2 separate regions of the Mus musculus genome follow, and region 1 is linked to region 2. The links are chromatin contacts, called in public HiChIP or PLAC-seq maps. All regions are on one chromosome and are shown on one strand. The core of a region is the stretch at or near the end of the contact, and the rest is flanking DNA. Distances in the headings are between cores, read along the strand shown.

Region 1 (4,468 bases), core at 1,095-3,594, 270 kb before region 2:
TTTTACTTCTCACATTTTGTCATTGGTTCACATGCTTTCACTTCTACCTTAGACTCCAAATGGCAACAGACATCTGAATTCACGATGTCATCTAGCCAGTATCAGATATACTCATGCCAAGTAATCAAGACGAGCCTACTTACTTAATTCCCCTCACATCTGATAGAGCTGGTTTCAGGGAAATGATTCTATGGCAGAATGTGTGTTTTCCTTTCCTGTGAACAGGATTGTTATTGTCTGTCCTTACTTGAAACCAAAAATTGCTTTTGGATTTGAAGTGGGCATGCTGCTGTGGAAATCATCCAAATAGATAAGCCAATGACTGGCTGCTGAACCCAGTCTGCCCTAATGAGTCACTGGAAACCACAGCTAAGGAAGCCTTTTGCAGGTCTCCCTGACTATATGTATTTAAATTAATTGTGCTGTGTTGACGAGAAGACTGATTTGAAAAAAAAAAAAAAAAAAAAAAGCACTCTCAGTAGGGTGATTCTGAGCAGTTGGAATGACACACATGTCTATGATGGTAGGTGGTGTCCATTTAAGTTAAAAGGGAAGTCGGCACTATCTGCTGACATTTTAGCCTATGTTTGGGTGTTGTCACTTTGTCTGTCTCTACTCCTAGCTTGAACTCTCAGATACTTACTGTTCAGTGTTGACACAGTTCTCCTCACTCCTGGCCCCAGGAAGCTGTGGGAAGGAAATAATCTCAGACATGGAAATGGTCACACCTGCAGTTCTCAGCAGCCTATCAACTACCCATCATGGCTGAACCCTGTCAGACCTATTTGTAAAGATGAGGACAGGATCATAGGATTGGTCTGTACTGGCCTGAGACATTGGTCATTCCTTTGACTGGTGACTACATCTTGTGAGGCAGAAGTTCCTGAAAGAGCAGGGATCTTCTATGTGGCTCGGGCCATGGCTGAGCATCCTTCCTTAGGGAATTATGAATAGCCCTCTGTGTCAGTTTGTCACCCTAGAAGTCTCCTGACTCATCCCCTGGGACATTGTGGTTGTCTTCCTTATCCCTGCACTGCTGAAAATTGAAATCTAGCCCCAGTGCTATTCATTTTCAGCCTTCACCACATCAGTATCTCACTACACAAGAAGAGCAATGGGGGAGATGTTACAAAGAAAGAAGAATAAAGAAGAAAAGGAAATGCAGAAACCAAGAGAACATATAAGAAAATGTACTTTTATATATTGGTTAACTTGCGTGGGAAGCAAAGCAGACAGCTGCTACCAGCACAGGAATGAGATGCAGTCTAGTTTCTGCAGTGTCTTGCTCAGCTAGACTTCCTAGCTATGTAAACTTGGCCTTGGCATTTGTCCAGAATCTCTCACTATACTGACCCTTTTTTCAACTAAATGGTGACTCACAGGCTTTTCTTTCACAGAGGAGTAAAATAAATTGTTTAAAATATTATTAAAGAGACCTTTGGTACTGGGAACTCACTGGGTAATCCCTGCACCCCTGTTCAAGCTGAGTATAACATATACTATCTCTGATTGTTCTAATTTTTCTCCCTCTTTCCATGAGCATCAGTCACACATACATACATCTACACACACACACACACACACACACACACACACACACACACACACACACACACACATACACATACACACATCTCTGAAACCCCCTATTATTAAACAAACACCATAGTACTCTTTTCTCACTCCCTTTTGGGTTCTATATCAGTTTTTGCTCCATCCATTTCCTCCTAGAGACAGCATAGCTAAAGCAATACGCAAAGGAAAGTTTCTTCCTGCTGTTTCACAATTGAACACACCTGGATGAAATAAAACAGGCCAGAGGCCATCAGCACCTGGGCCCAGGCTGTCATTAGGCTGAACATCTGGTCCAGAAAGGTCACGCCGGCTGCATCTGCTGTATCCTTCCCATGCTCCGTGCCACGTGGAACTTGGTGGTGAAGGATTCCTAAAGAGAATTTTTTCTCGGCAATAGATCAATCTCCTCTCCTTGTTCCCGCTGGCTTTATATTTTACGGTTTCCTTTTCCCTTTTAGTTTCCTCCTCCTGAGTTCTCTTCACGGGGTCTCCACATTGGCTTCCTCTCCACTTCCTTTCTTCAATCAAACTTTTCTGTGTATTTAATTTTTCTTCGTCTGCATTCAAGAAGAGCACATTTGTCCTCTGAGTTAGATTTTTTTTTCCTCAGTCTATAATGAGAGACTTGGACCTGTAATAGGTCAAAGGCAGATTGTGAGTGACCAGATGTGTTCTTGTGTTCATCAGGAAACTAGTTACACACTCTCGGCTCCTGGATGACCGCTGAAGTCTGAAAGTCACTGCCAATCTCTCTCCACCCTCTCTCCATGTGATTGGCATCTGCCTTCTTACTCCTTAAAACTCTCCCCTTACCGTGTTGATAATCAACCCTGCAGGTTCTGGGTCATTTATTGCAGCCATTCAGCAGGACTAAGAGATTTTAAAGGAGCTAGAAAGTTATCCCTACTTTAGAGTAGGTAGTGGGTTTCAAAACTAGAAGTGCCAGGTGCTAACAATGGTCTCAGCCTCCTGCTTCAGTTTCAGAAACACAGGCATAGTTTTAAAAACCATTTTCCAAGTTAACACACTCTCTCTCTCTCTCTCTCTCTCTCTCTCTCTCTCTCTCTCTCTCTCTCTCTCTCTCTCTCCCTCTGCTCCTCTTAAAGCAGTGTTGTGATGTTGTCACTAGAGAACCAGGCTCAGAGCATACAATCACGGTTCCATCTACTGAGGAGGCTGAGACACGAGGATCATATGGGTCTAGTTCAGGAAAGTAAGACTACCCTAGGGAACAGCAAGACCTCCATCTAAACCCACATATTATCAACAATAAAATAAGACTTACAAGTCATATTTTAAAATAAGCACACCACACGGAAAGGATATAAAATGGCTATACAGGAAAATATTGTCCAGAGCCAGTGAATGCCATATAAACGACTGATATTTAAGGAGGAATCTTTTACCCAGATCCCAAAGTACTAAGTAAGAACACTCAGTGTTGGTTCACAGTGACATGTCTGTTTCACAAGACTGAACAAAATTAGATTTCAGCTGCTTTCTAATTGATGAGGAGAGGCTGCAGGGTGGGTCCTGATGAGGGAGTTTGTGGAGTGGGTTCCATCACACTCAAGGCCCCACACACCATGTGATCAGACCGTGATGATATGATGTGAGAATTATGAATGCAAACAATTTCCTGTTCTCAGCTAAGGAGAGCAAACAGTGAGAGAACTCTCTGGTACAATGTTGCTCTCTCCAAGTTGTCCATTTCTTTTTATAACATAGGCTCTTGAGTGAAATGTACTTTCCAAACTTCAATAGAAAACTCTGTGAGACAGAAGGCATTCTGGAGGAGTGGAGAGCAGGACTTAAGTTACAGCCTTTCACTAGGCCTGGACCTTACTGCACCTCCTTCTTCAGAGAGCATAATAAATAACTCCTGAACTAGCATCAGCTGTTGCTTCAGCGAAAGGAAATCGGGGTCAAGGAGGCATCTTGTGTGGAATATTTTTATTCAAACACCACATAATAGAAAAACTTCATGAATACCCCCCCCACACACACACCCTGTTTTCTTTTCTTGTGGGAAAGACAGTAAACCAGCATGGGTTAAGACCATAGCTCAGGGTCTTGATCCAGTCACTTGCTTGACCCCCTGTTTGTTATGGGATCTTGGACAAGGCATTTTATGTCTCTGTCAGCTCAGTTCAATTTGATATGGAAAGCACTCTGGTTCTCAATATCCACATAGTGACTCATGAATTGTAGCTCCAGTCCCAGAGGAATCTCAGGCCAACTTCTGTCCTCCATGGGAATCAGGCATGTGGGTAGTGAGCATATATACACAAAAGCAAAGTACTTATACAAATAAATAACAAAATAAAGGAATCTTTATGATGTATATTACAGTCCTGATAGCAAGCATTTGATATTAGTTAAGATACTTTTAATTTATCTCTATCTTACATGTGATGGTTCCTTCCAATATACAGGATCATTAATGTCCACTATGACTCTTCTGTCTTTCTACCAGTCCTTTCTAGATGGCAATATATCTTTCTAATAGTCTTTTTTTCCTTGAACAGTTCCCATGCTAACCAGGCCATTTCTTTTCCCACCCGCACCAGCCTTCACCTGCATGAACAGGTTTTCCAATTACTTTGGCTTTCCCCCCTGGCAGTTTCTGGCCACATGATTGCAATCGTCTTTCTTGCCCTGGAGCTTCCCAGCAGGCCTGAACACCACAGGCTTTGGTTAATGACTCCCTTGTTGTTTTCTTTTTCAGAATTACCCGTACCATTTCTTTCTTATCCCATAAGCAGGAAAGAACTTCCTTTGTTGATTCTAATGTGTCAGTGTCCTGTGATGGCTCCCGTCACAGCTTTTAAGTAGGAAATGATGATAGAGGGAAGATCATTCCTAAGAAGAAAAGGTCCACATGGCATAAGGA
Region 2 (4,324 bases), core at 1,291-3,790:
AGTATGCCTACGATTCACGTGTCAGCATGTTCTGTACTGTCCTACTATATTGAATACTCTTGATTAGGATGTTAAAGATTTCTTTATGAATCCTCCCAAATTTTTTCTTCTTTATAAAAATTATGGTGATTATTCTATTTCTACATATTTAAAATCAGTGTTTCAGAGTCTTTTAAATGATTTAAGAGGTTTATTTAAGATTCTAGACCATAGACAAAATTAGTATCATTTCACATCTCTTCAGGAGTTTGTAGTTTACCACATATACATCATATATATTTATGTCTAAACATTTTTAATGTTTGGCATTATTGTAAATTACACTTATAAATATTAAATTCTAATTATCCACTGTTAATATGCAAAAAACAATTCGCTTCTTAATGTTAGCCTTGATCCCTGCACATTGGAGTTTTCCCTTTCTAGTTTTGGGAAATCTTTATATTGGTTTTAAGGTAGTCTACCTGGACAATCAAGTCATCTGCTACAAGAAACTACTTAATAAAAGAATAAATAAGTTAACATTCTCTTCCTTCCAACAATCTCATAATTAAAAAAGCAATTCTTTAGTTCATTCTCTTCCAGTCTGTATAACCCTTTTTTTTTTGTTCTTATATGAAGCCATGAAGTCTTTCTCTTCTTCACAATGAGCTGGGACTCCCAGTCTAGTGTGAAAACATGTGAGAATGGATGTCTTTGTTTCAGATTCTAGAGTAAAACATATTTTGTCTCTCACCTTGAAACCCAATGTCAGCTGATAGCTTAGGCAAGCAGATCTCCTGGCATTCAATGCTAGCAAGATGAAGGTGTTCCTAGTATATCAACATAATGGAAGACTAGTATTTCATAACAAATGCGAAGAAAGTAATCAACTGATCTTTATCTGAAAAAAAAAAAACAACATACTTGTGAAAGTAACTTTACATCATACTCTAACCACACCCGCAGGGATGCAGTAGTTCATCAAACAAGAGTGGAGTCCACTATTTGGGTTCTGTGGGCCGTGATTTTGCACTTAAGTCTATAAGAATACAGAAATACAGTCTCCTTCTTTAACAACTCTGTTGATTTTCTGGTTTTGAATCACACATTTGCCCATCTCTGATATTTTCCAGTTTGCTAGTGACTTCGTCTGCCATGTACACTAATTTGAAACGGTATTTCCAACCCTCTCTAAATCTTGAGTCTTTTATCTCTCACCTGAACCCTCACCACCACGCATCATACTTGAACTATATGCATGAGCATCAGCAGTCAGAGATAGCAAGTTCACAATGACCTCTAAGTCATGCAGACACAGACACTAATGCAAGATGGGCAGAGAGGTGGGTACAAATAGACTTTGTGAGTGTCTCTCTGCAAATAGTTCTATTTCTATTTCTATTGCTCTTAGCGTGGCTATTTTCTTACAGAATCCCGTAGCTGCAGTGATTCTGGAAATGGAATTTTTGAGAAGCGGTGTCCAGGTGAGAATCTCTTTCAATAGTCTCTTGATGGTTCTCACGGCCCCAGTGTGATAGAAACTAGATAGAGGGATTGCTGCTTGATACATGATTTGAAAAGTTGGTTTGACTTGTTTAGCCACGGAATTTTTTACACCTCTGATGTTTTGACTGAGTCTATGTGTGCTTTAGCTGATGTGACTTGCATAATGATTTATCTCATCACTTCGCTAGAATTAAAGCCTGAAATGATAAGTAGTCTGGTTTTTTGTTTGCTTGTTTGTTTGTTTGCTTGTTTGTTTGCTTGCTTGTTTCTTTCTTTCTTTTGGCTTGTTTTTTTGTTTGTTTGTTTTGTTTTGTTTTTTTCTCTACATATCAACTGTGAATTGTCACAGTATAGTAGCATTTTCTCACAAAGCTCTTTAAAGCTTTGGGGACATAGAATGTCTATCTGTGAAAAATATCATATAAACTAAATGTTGTATATGCATGAAAGAAATTATTTAGGCATTGATTTACAATCATATAAGTTATGAGGTAGCTTTTCTATATCAATTCATTGTAATTAACTGTTAAATGAAATTCATCACTTTACATCACTAGTTTTCCTGACCCACTTTTCAATATAAAGTAGCTTATAAATGTTTGCAAAAGAAAGAGTATCTGGGAGGTAACAAATAAGAGATGTGTGTTAATGCACCTTATAATTATAAACTTAGTTTATCTTTGGCTTGAGTCATGACTATGGACGATACAAGCCAAGCAACAAGCAGAAGATACAAACAGGAGGTAGGAAAGGATGTCACACCTTGTCTTGATGTTCGGAAACATTTATTAATTTTATTTATTAATTTTATTTTTAATAAAAAAGTTTATTAATTAGAATTTATGTCCATTGGAGATGGAACTGTTTTCCTGAGGGATGGGATGTCTGTTAGATTTTTGATAGATTATTTCTTCTCTTTCTGTTTTAATTGGAGGCTTAACATACACATTTCACGGGATATGACTTGTGACAGGCACCCGTGTGCCGCCCCACCCCACCTCTCCCCGCCCTGCCAGGCTGGGGCTCCTGCCCTGTAGAACTCAGAGATGGAGCCGGCGCCACCTGACTAGGGAGGACTAGTTTAGATCTCCAGATTCGGTACAGTGGGAATACCTGAGGGAAGAGTTTCAGAGTTATTTGAGGAGCAGGGACGCCCACGGGTTCCAACCAATGCCCTCCTTACTTGTTTTGTGTTTCGTTTTAGTTATTAGCGATGCGGTTGGATGAGACTTTGTTGTTTCATATGAAAGAATTTGCTTTGAGGGAGCCGGGAGCAGCACTACAATCCGCAGGGTTGTTTATTTTAAATAGGGCTCTGCACGGTGTTATTTATGACACCGTGATGTTGACACTTCGAGTTCTTTTAAAGTTATATTTTTATTTGCATTCCTGTGTGAGGGAAGGGAGGGGGAGAGGATGGGAGGAGCTTCCTGTGTGCAAGCCTGCAGGTGCGCCAGTGCTCAGCAGAGGGCACTGAATGCTGCGGCACTCGGGTTAACAGATGGTAGTGAGCTGTCTGAACTACTTAAAATTTTCAGGTAAAAGGGCAGCAAGCATTCTTAAACTGCTGAGCGGCCCTCTAGGTGTTCTTTGCTGGGGCAGGGGAGTTAGCAGGGAGGAAGTGGAGAGAACTGGGAGAGTTGAGACCCTCCTTCTGAGCGTTAAGCTGCATGTAGATAATATCTGCAGGTGTGGCACAATTGAAAAGGCAGTGGCTTTCAGGCTAGTCACTGCACGGACTAGTAAGGCAGCTCTCTTGCTCCCAGCACCGTGCATCTGATTCTCCGTTCTCAGGGTGAGTAGCCCCTCCAGTTCTCAACATACACATGTTGGTAATTTCACTGTGTGTGTGTGTGTGTGTGTGTGTGTGTGTGTGTGTGTGTACATATAAAGGTTAGAGATCAACTTTTCGGTGTCAGTCAAATGTGAGGCCCAGGAATGTACCCAGGTCAGTAGCCCCGGCAAAGCCCAGTGAGTCATCTCAGATACCTTCGTTTCAGGACTTTTGCTTAGGTCTGTAATTGTCTATAGAGCAGATAATTCTTAGTATAAGAAGCAGTGGGGTTTTTACTGTGCATCTTGCCTCCCCCTCCCCCTTTTCTTACACTGGCACAGTTTTCAATTTGATATTGAGGAGGGCACCCATATTTTCCTTGAAGAACATATAGTATCACTTTTACAGGCCCAATGATTTGATAATCTTATGGATTTTCATGTCCCATACTGTTTTGGGAATACCTGTGCATTAGTGTGTCTCCTTGCCTGATTTGTTTGGTCTTCTCCTTCATTGGCTAAAAACTCTTCAAGCCCAACCCACCGCCAGCTGTGTACTAAGTGTAGCAAGGTCATACCTCCTAAAGGTTTCCCAACCTCCCCTAAACATCACCACCAACTGGGGACCAAGTGTTCATATACAGGAGCCTATGAGGGGCTTTTCTCATTCAAATCATCACAGTGCATCACTGGAGGAAAGTGAAGGCAGCAGACCTTTGAAGCAGTTGGTCACAATCCAGCCACTGTGGAAAGAAAGAACAATGAAGCTTAGTGCAATTTCTTCACTCTCTGACAGTCCAAAATCCCCTGCTCAAAGAATGGTTTCATCTCAGTGGGAGGATTTTTTTTCCCCATGTTAGTTTTCCTCAGATGCACCCACATACCATCCTAATCTAGATAATCCTTCATGGAAACTCCCTTTGCAAGTGATTTCAGATTGTGTTAAATTGAGAGCCAAAACCAACCACGCAAAGGTGTTTTTTTTTTTAATGTTTTTTTAGGTATTTTCCTCATTTACATTTCCAATTCTATCCCAAAAGTCCCCCATACCCTCCCACCCACT

Evidence for each region. HiChIP or PLAC-seq counts read pairs in DNA pulled down with a chosen protein or histone mark.
Region 1: a contact with region 2 is called in a FOXA1 HiChIP or PLAC-seq map of pancreatic cancer cells. The contact joins the promoter of Tmem52b here to the promoter of 2310001H17Rik in region 2. A contact is called at or near these places in 3 of 39 promoter capture datasets (the C10 cell line, cranial neural crest and neutrophils), 2 of 484 Hi-C or Micro-C datasets (both in liver) and 2 of 115 datasets of contacts at active chromatin or transcription factors (bone marrow-derived macrophages and pancreatic cancer cells).

The regions. Positions count from the first base shown.
Region 1 is chr6:129,510,433-129,514,900 of GRCm38.p6, reverse strand. Tmem52b (transmembrane protein 52B) reads right to left here and starts at 2,344. Exons shown (of 5, transcript NM_001081186.1): 1 at 1,797-2,344; 2 at 644-687. The coding sequence starts at 1,862.
Region 2 is chr6:129,236,698-129,241,021 of GRCm38.p6, reverse strand. 2310001H17Rik (RIKEN cDNA 2310001H17 gene) reads left to right here and starts at 2,540. Exons shown (of 4, transcript NR_040268.1): 1 at 2,540-2,586; 2 at 3,178-3,283.